3 separate regions of the Danio rerio genome follow, and all the other regions are linked to region 1. A link is a contact called in public Hi-C data. All regions are on one chromosome and are shown on one strand. The core of a region is the stretch at or near the end of the contact, and the rest is flanking DNA. Distances in the headings are between cores, read along the strand shown.

Region 1 (2,669 bases), core at 98-2,597:
ACAGTTGCACAGTGAGTAGCACGATCGCCTCAAAGCAAGAAGGTTGCTGTTTTGAGCCTTGGCTGGGTCAGTTTGCATTTCTGTGTGGAGTTTGCATGTTCTCCCTGTGTTCTCGTGGGTTTCCTCTGGGAGCTCTAGTTTACCCCACAAGTCCAAAGACATGCTTTAGGTGAATTGGGTAAGCTAAATTGTTCGTAGTGTATGAGTGTAAGAGTGTGCGTGTGTGTGTGTGTGTGTGCGCGTGTGTGTGTGTGTGTGTGTGTGTGTGTGTGTGTGTGTGTGTGTGTGTGAATGATTCCAAGTGATGGGTTGAAGCTGGAAGGGTATCGGCTGCGTAAAACACATGCTGGATAAATTGGCAGGATATTTATAGTGCAATGACATTTCACCTTTTTAACAAGTTTTACTGTATTTATAATGAAATAAATTCAGCCTCTTTGAGCAGAATAAATTTATTTTCCAACATTTAAAAATCATACTGACTTCAAACTTTTGATCGGTAGTGTAAGTCATAATAAAAAATCTTACTGACCCTAAACTTTTTTGAACAACATGATTACTAGTTTAGGTTTACTAGTCTGGCTTCATGGTCCAGATTTTAAATATGCATATAAACATACTGAGCGTGAAAAAAAGACATCAGCAAAACTGTAAAGTCAAAGTGTGAAGATTTTAATTTTAGCTTTAAAACTTCGTAAACTTCATAAACTTTGTTTAACTTTGCAAAACTTCGGAAAAAAAATCACAAATATTTTTCAGCACTGTTTGCTATGAAATTCTGGGAAAATCTTAATTAATTGCTTTCGATATTGTTCGCACATAATCCCACCACATACCAAAAACCAAAGCCTACCAGCAGAGAGCAACTTAATTTGAAGCTTTGATCATCCAAAATTAAGAGTACGACAACTGACCATTTTAAATGGTCATGTGGTATCAAATTTAAGAGGCCTAAAAAAGCTTTCAACCATGACAAACACAGAGTAACACGAAGCCTCCGTAGGCTGTCAAACACCAAAATTGTGTGTTTCAGAGGCGGATGATTGAGTTCAACAGGACTTGATGACAAGGTGATTACAGTTATTATGTTGGCACGCTGAAACGTTTCTAACAGGAGATTGAATTAAGCAAGCATCAGTATGAGTTAATTTAACCCACATTTGCAGGAAAAGCAGCAGCTGTATCTGTAGGATTGGCTCTCCCGAATGGCTTTTCCGTCTCGCCACTGGCCTCCATAACAGACCTCAGCTCGTGACGTATGATCCAGACTGCTTTACTGCAGAGACAGAGAAGGAAAAAAGAGATTAAATGTGAAGGGTTGTGGAAGGGTTGAGGGAAGAGGAAGTTGTAGCATAAGACAGGCAGCAGGGGGAGCAGCTCTTCTATTGATTGGAGGCAGTAATAGAGGAGGCTTCAGACCTGCTGCGGGGCGGCCGGGCGAGACTGGCCAACATACCCAACCGCGGCTTCACTTCAGCAGGCTCTGGAGGGGCCGTCTACCCGATCCTCCTCTCCACACTGTCTCCCCACTGCCCTTATGTGGAAATCATTGTCTTTGGTTGCTATGCAGGGAACAGATGACAGCGGTGTAAATAAACTTCATCCCGTATCGCCGTCTTCTAAAGAGACTAAGCAAACAGATTGCAGTTTTAGTTGATAACGGAGGCTAGGATTGTGAAAAGTAATTTTGAGGACAAATGATGTGAGAGTGAAATAAAAATTGCATCTCACTTTCAGGGAATTAAACAGACGCTTTAGGGTCTGCAAGGAGCACGCCATCAATGGAGAGCAGTTAATATCTGACTCATGCACTTACCGGATATAATGAAACGCTGGAAAGATTTATCAGTTTATTTAGTATAAAAAACAAGTATCTGTCATTTTAAATTGCCAAGTAAAAAGCACCTGAATGGAAGGGGGAAATTGGCAGAAAAGGTAATTTCCTTTCATTAACTCGTCTGCTCTGGTAAGCGCTTGTTAAATTTAGGGTTCACCAGATCACACTGAGGTGTGTGTGTGTTGTGGCCAAAAACATCTGCTAATGAGAGATTCCTGATGGAAAATTGGCTGGCGGACAGAACTAGACACAGCTAAAATCTCAAAATTTCTCGGTGGGAAATTTTCTCTTGGCATGCTTAATTTGGTCACTATGGATTTCGAATAGATTTGCATGCATGCTTATGTGTGTGTGTGTTTGTTCATTCCTTTTATTCCCATTCATTTATAGTCATGCAAAGACATTCAAGTAAGGCCCCTCATGTCAGGAAGTGTTAAACTTGCCAAATGCAGACAATTAAGTACTTTAGGGACAAAATGGAGATTTGAGAATTTGCAGAGCTGTTATTGAAAGAGTTTTAGTACACACACCACAGGGTTGTTCACCTCCTCATCTACGTGTTAGCCTCTAACCCCAATATTTTAACAACAGGAACGCAAGACTTAAATTGGGTGAAACTATTTTTCCACAGCCTCAAACCATCTTAAATCACAGCTCCCGGAAGAGGGTTTGCATTTGCAGCAGCATCATTAGGGCTTTAAATGTTTTCAAAACATCCCTCATTAGCAACAGCCCTTTCCACCACACACACACACACACACACTTATGTCTGCAAAACAGCAACTTCCTGTATTTCATTCCATGGGAGGTACAAATTTTCAAAAGTGGCAAC
Region 2 (2,669 bases), core at 86-2,585, 190 kb after region 1:
AAAACACTGGCACGTTTGCATCAGCAGCCTGCCATGTCTTTTGCCAGAAACAGTTGCGTGTTTGATGGTAGTTAGTGGATTAAAGCTTGATCTTCATTTAAACATTTTCAAATGGATTGAAACATGTTTAGAAATCACTTTTGCAAGAATGTTTGGTTTCTTTAAGCCACAGAAATAACACAGATATTGTATTTATATTTATTTAATATATTTATTTGATATTTTTTTTGTAGAAATTTGTAGTACCATTTCACAGAATTTGCTGTTATGTTTAGTGCCAGTCTCTCTGCCCAAATGCATATCTTTAGGCAATCGCTCGAATATTCCATACATGTGTTGGTATTGTGAAATGACACTTTTAAATGTTTTTTACTACATTACAACAGAAACCCAAGTGATTGGGAAACTGCTGCCATGTATCGAATGTGAGGACGAGGTACATTGTGGTTATAAACCACAGATGTTATCAGCCACCTGACTGCTTGCTGGGTACTGCAGACTACCTGTTTTTCATACAAAATCAAAGTTGCACAAGCAAGCATTTGTGTTCCAGTTAAACATAATGCTTCTGTTGGTTCCACTAAAACATTCTGAATTCTGTATGTGCTTCATATGCCTGCCGTTTGATACATTTGTCTTCAAGTTTATTTCAAAAATGGATGTCTGAGACCCTGCAAAACACCTTAAAACATTTTGTTGGCATGTTAACTGGGTCAGTGTGGAAGAAACAGCAGCTTGTGGTTATACATGAGCGGTAATAACTCGAAAAAGAGGAATTGTAGCATGATTATGTTAATGCTGAAAACAAAGGTAACAACTTCTGCAAAAAACTAATGGAACAGAATTTATTGTGTAAATATTAATTGAAATAACTAATCAAAAATAGCATATGATAGTTGTTTTATAAAAGTTAAAGTAAAATGTATAATCAACATATTTATAAAGGTTATAGTGACTAAAACTAAAAGAACAAATAAAAATGAAACATTTGTTTTGGTTTTTGTTCATGATATTTCACTTTAACTAATGCCTTACCTAAATCCCAATTGAGCTTAGCCAATCAGGTTTAAGAGGCGGGTTTCTATTGAAGTAATTCAGCACAAACTCTGACAAACTCAGTCACACCACTATCCAGTTCAAAGAGAGACAGAATATCAAACCCAAACCTGCTGTGAGTATCTTTAAGCTGACTTATTGATATGTAATCTTTTGGACAACAATATGACATTATTTAAACTCTGATGACATTTTAATTCTTATGAAATTGCTTAGCATATGCTTTTATTCATACAAGTATGCAAATAATGTGGTATATACCTCCTCCTAAAACAAAGTTTGATTTTTCCAGTCTCACGGACATGAGTGACCAAACTGTACTAGATTCTCAGACGATGGCAGAGAATGACAGCCGATCAAACCAGACTTGTGATGTTTTCATTTACAAGGAGTCTGCACGGATCCTCTTTCCACTTTTCTACTGCCTGATTTTTGTGATCAGCGTGGCAGGTAACTCCCTGGTCCTCTGCATCACCTGTCAGAAAAGGCAGAAGATGAACTCTACCACAATATATTTGATCAACCTGGCCATCTCCGATGCTCTCTTCACATTAGCTCTGCCCGGCAGGATCACCTACTACATCCGTGGCTTTGATTGGCCTTTTGGAGATTTCTTGTGCCGCCTGACGGCTATGATCTTCTACAGCAATACCTATGTAAGCATCGCTTTCATGACCTGCATCAGTGTGGATCGCTACTTGGCCATGCTGCACCGTCAGCGCTGTCAAAGACTGAGAAAAACCAAAGTCGTGAAAGCCGTCTGTGTTCTGGTGTGGGTGGTGGTTCTTCTTGAAACATCACCATTGCTTTTCAAGAGCATCATGGAAAACAGACCTGGTCATCGAACGTGCATGGAGTTCTCCAATTTTGACAGCAAGAGGATGGCCTATGTTCTTCTGTTCGCTTGCGTCATTGGGTTTTTCATGCCATTGGGACTTATTCTTTGCTCCTACAGCCGGGTCAGCTGCAAGCTCTACAAGACGGCCAAAGAAAACCCTTTGACCAACAAGTCTGGAGGCCACACCAGAGCCAAAAATATGATCTTACTCATTCTGCTCAGTTTCGTAGTGTGCTTCAGCCCCTACCACATTAACATCATGCAGTTTGTTGTGAGAAGGCTTTACCACGAGCCCTCTTGTGAAGAGTTAAAGGCTTTGAAATTGTCTCTGCAGGTAACCGTTGCCATGATGAACTTAAACAGCTGCCTTGACCCTATTATTTACTTTTTTGCCATCAGAACGTATAAGCAGAGAGTCATGAGTCTTTTTAAGAGCTACATTTCCATTTCGGCAGCCTCCAAAAGTCTGCAGGATAACAGCAGCAGTAACACATGAGGGACAGTATTATTCATGAAAACAACAACTGATGGTGCAGACGGCAAAGGAAATGATTGAACATGTGTGAAATTGCGGTTGAGCTGTAGAGTCTAGAATAAGCTAATATTTTTGGGCAACTTCACACAACATTATTTGTCGTTGATTAAAAAAATTACTGACATTGGTTTTGCTTTTTTAGTATTTTGGCTGACTATATGCATTTTAAAATGAAATGATCATGTATTAATGTATGTATATTTGATGTATTAATATATGTATTAATATCTGAACAAAATT
Region 3 (2,669 bases), core at 79-2,578, 140 kb after region 1:
TCCCCCAGTCAAAAATATAATCACCTACGACGAAAGCAAGCACATACATTGATATATTTTTGGTTCTATTTATTATTAATTATGCTACACACCAAAACTAAAAAGTTTTCAGTTCTCAAACTTTACCCCATATAAAAATAGTACAGCCAATGGCATTTGTTTAGTTTGGTTGTATTTTTATAAAAGGAAACAGAAAAAAATGAAGCAAAAATTTCTAAGTTTTATTTCAATTAATACTACACCTAAAATGCCAAAAAAAAAAAAAAGAGAAATATGTAAAAACCTTGCTCAAAGCAAGCTTGTCGTAGCGTTTATCAAAGATGCAGTGGTTAAAGCAGTCGAACAAGAAGTCCCTTTTCTGACCAAGGCTGTATCCTGTATTTTCCAATTATCACCTTTTAAAGGCCAGCTGGGTGCATTCCAAACCATCAGGGGGCAATTCCATTTGCATTGCTCTGAGACAAAGTCATGCTCAAGTACGCTCGTAGTAAAGTTCATTACGAGTGGAGAGACACCATCATTGCTTTCATTATTTTGGGAACAGGTTTCCTCATTTTCTGATCCCAGGCCTACGTTATTGATCCAATCTTTCGCGCTCTCTCAGCTATGACACCAATCAGAACCTGCACAAAATCAGAGCACTCAACACAAGCCACAGGGAAATACACTTCATTACAGAGGAGAAAATTGTCAGTAAGTATCAACTGGGCAGTATGTTTTTATCTTCATTTTAGTTTTCCTCTGACCTTTATTCTTTATCATCTCAATAATAGCCTGTCCGCTCTATATTAGTGATTATATTTGTATTATGTACACAGATTGGTACTTTTATATCATAATATCATTATAGTTTTGCAGTCAAACTCCATTCTTTTTTTTATTCTAGGTACGCTTCAATGTTCTTCCACAAATGTAGCATCCATTATTAAAATAAAACACATTTTCAAATTGAGATGAACCCATGTTCACTTTGCACCAAATAAAGGTGCTGGGCTAAAGTAAACTTGTCTGGAATTCTGGGTGTTTTCACAGCCTATACTCCAGTGCTGTGTCTAACAGGGAAAGACGAGTTAAAAGGGACACAAAAACGGCATCACGACCACACTAGGTTGACATTATGGTAGATCAAACATGGTGTAACAAGAAAAAGAAGTGAACAATGGGCACCCGTTCACACTGGTGGAGATATATCTAAATCAGGAAGCTACTGTGTGAATGGAGGTGGGAGAATGGGGGGGACGAAATACAAAGGCCCGGGTTGAGCTTTTGCAGTGTCGTGGCCCCTGATCTGTCCAGACAGAGAAATGGGGGCGAGGTGTGAAGGAGGAGAGAGACGAGGGCCTCTGGGACAAGCACCCACCGCCACACCAGCAGCCCCTTAATGTGCTGTGTCTAATGCGCCTATTTAGGTTTTGGGGTGCAACAGTGCACAGACTCAGGTTTTTGGGCGGCCTCAGGGCGCAGAGCACGGCTATCACCTATGCCAACAGCTGGGGCCCAGGAGGGTAAACAAAGGCCTGTAGGAAGTAGCGCATGGCTGCAGCCGGGTCTAAAAGGCATGGCAATGTGTATGAGAGATGGCCTAAGTTACAGCAGGATGAAATGTATATCCAATGCCTTAAAAAGCAGTTGCAAAAAACGAAACAAAAGGAGAACCAGAAATTCAACAGAATCAAAAAGAGATGCCGCAACAGGTTTTTCCAGTAATTGTGAGCACAAACAGTCCATTCCAAACACAAGAAAGACCCCCAAATGTTTTGCTCCATTTCATATTTAGTGTCCAGTTGCCTTAATTTGCAATCTTATGATGGGCTCATTGTCAAACGGACAGATCAAAGCCGTGCCAACTGGACAAAGGGGGGTTTGTGGGGACAAGCCAGCACCGGAATTAAAGGGAAAATGCCTCAAAAGGCTGTTCCTCTAAAGGCTTTGGTGCCATTCCCAGGTCGTCACTTTCAAATGACCTGGTCTGTAATTCACACGTCTTCATAATCATGGCCCTTCGTGTCGACTGAATACAAATCCACTCGGATCAGACAAATAAAAGGGCTTTGCTTTTTTTAAAAGGCCGGTCGTGCCATCACCAATTTCAGCCTATCTGTTTGTTGGGCTGTTCGGGAAGGTTAAACCGTTTAGAGGACCTTTTCAGCTAAACAAGCCATTCACCTTCAACCCTTTCAAACAGGAGCATAAAAAATGCCATGGGCAAATTCACAAGGCAGTTTTTCTTTGTTCGGAAGTAACCCACAAACAAAGATATTGTGTCAGAATCTCTTCAAATCGCTACAAATACAACAAACAAAACCAGTCATGAATTTGAAAAAAGGGTTTAAATGCAGCAAAAGTGTCGAAAATATATCGAGACACCTTCACCTGTTAGCGCATTTAGCAGCTGGGGCAAATTCTGATAAAGAATGCTCTACTGGGGACATTTACAAAGGTGTTAAAATAATTCACTTTGTGTTCTCACGGAAGCAAAATCAGAGAATAATTAGCCTAGTTGTTTGTTGGCACATCAGCTATTAGGTGATAATTAGTTCAGAAGCAAGGCGTTTGAAAGGGCTGTTTGATCTACTTCTAGTTCTCAAATGAACCCCTACGTTCCGTGTAACAATTAAACCTTCACCAAGACACATCTCTCAAGTCACAGAGTTAAATATGTCTGATCC

Evidence for each region. Hi-C and Micro-C count contacts between places; a contact is called where the count stands out from the background.
Region 2: a Hi-C map of an unstated tissue shows a contact between it and region 1, with 2.2 times the contacts expected there. The contact joins the promoter of si:ch211-184m13.4 here to the enhancer-like site in region 1. A contact is called at or near these places in 2 of 18 Hi-C or Micro-C datasets (caudal fin and an unstated tissue).
Region 3: a Hi-C map of embryo shows a contact between it and region 1, with 1.6 times the contacts expected there. The contact joins two enhancer-like sites.

Annotation. Positions count from the first base shown.
Region 1 is chr9:33,008,784-33,011,452 of GRCz12tu, reverse strand. No RefSeq gene overlaps it. Among named protein-coding and RNA genes, the nearest start is that of si:ch211-168k14.2, 16 kb to the left of the region's middle. Within about 2 kb of position 1,347, at least 8 of the 62 cell types and tissues checked have an H3K27ac peak or open chromatin away from gene starts, as enhancers often do. A contact at or near this core is called in caudal fin, where this site is marked.
Region 2 is chr9:32,813,896-32,816,564 of GRCz12tu, reverse strand. si:ch211-184m13.4 reads left to right here and starts at 1,335. Exons shown (of 1, transcript NM_001128800.1): 1 at 1,335-2,446. The coding sequence starts at 1,359. The coding sequence ends at 2,390. The region is part of intron 1 of LOC137496481 (a long non-coding RNA gene); the gene reads right to left.
Region 3 is chr9:32,867,555-32,870,223 of GRCz12tu, reverse strand. The region is part of intron 1 of clybl (citrate lyase beta like); the gene reads right to left. Among named protein-coding and RNA genes, the nearest start is that of clybl, 22 kb to the right of the region's middle. Within about 2 kb of position 1,328, at least 7 of the 62 cell types and tissues checked have an H3K27ac peak or open chromatin away from gene starts, as enhancers often do.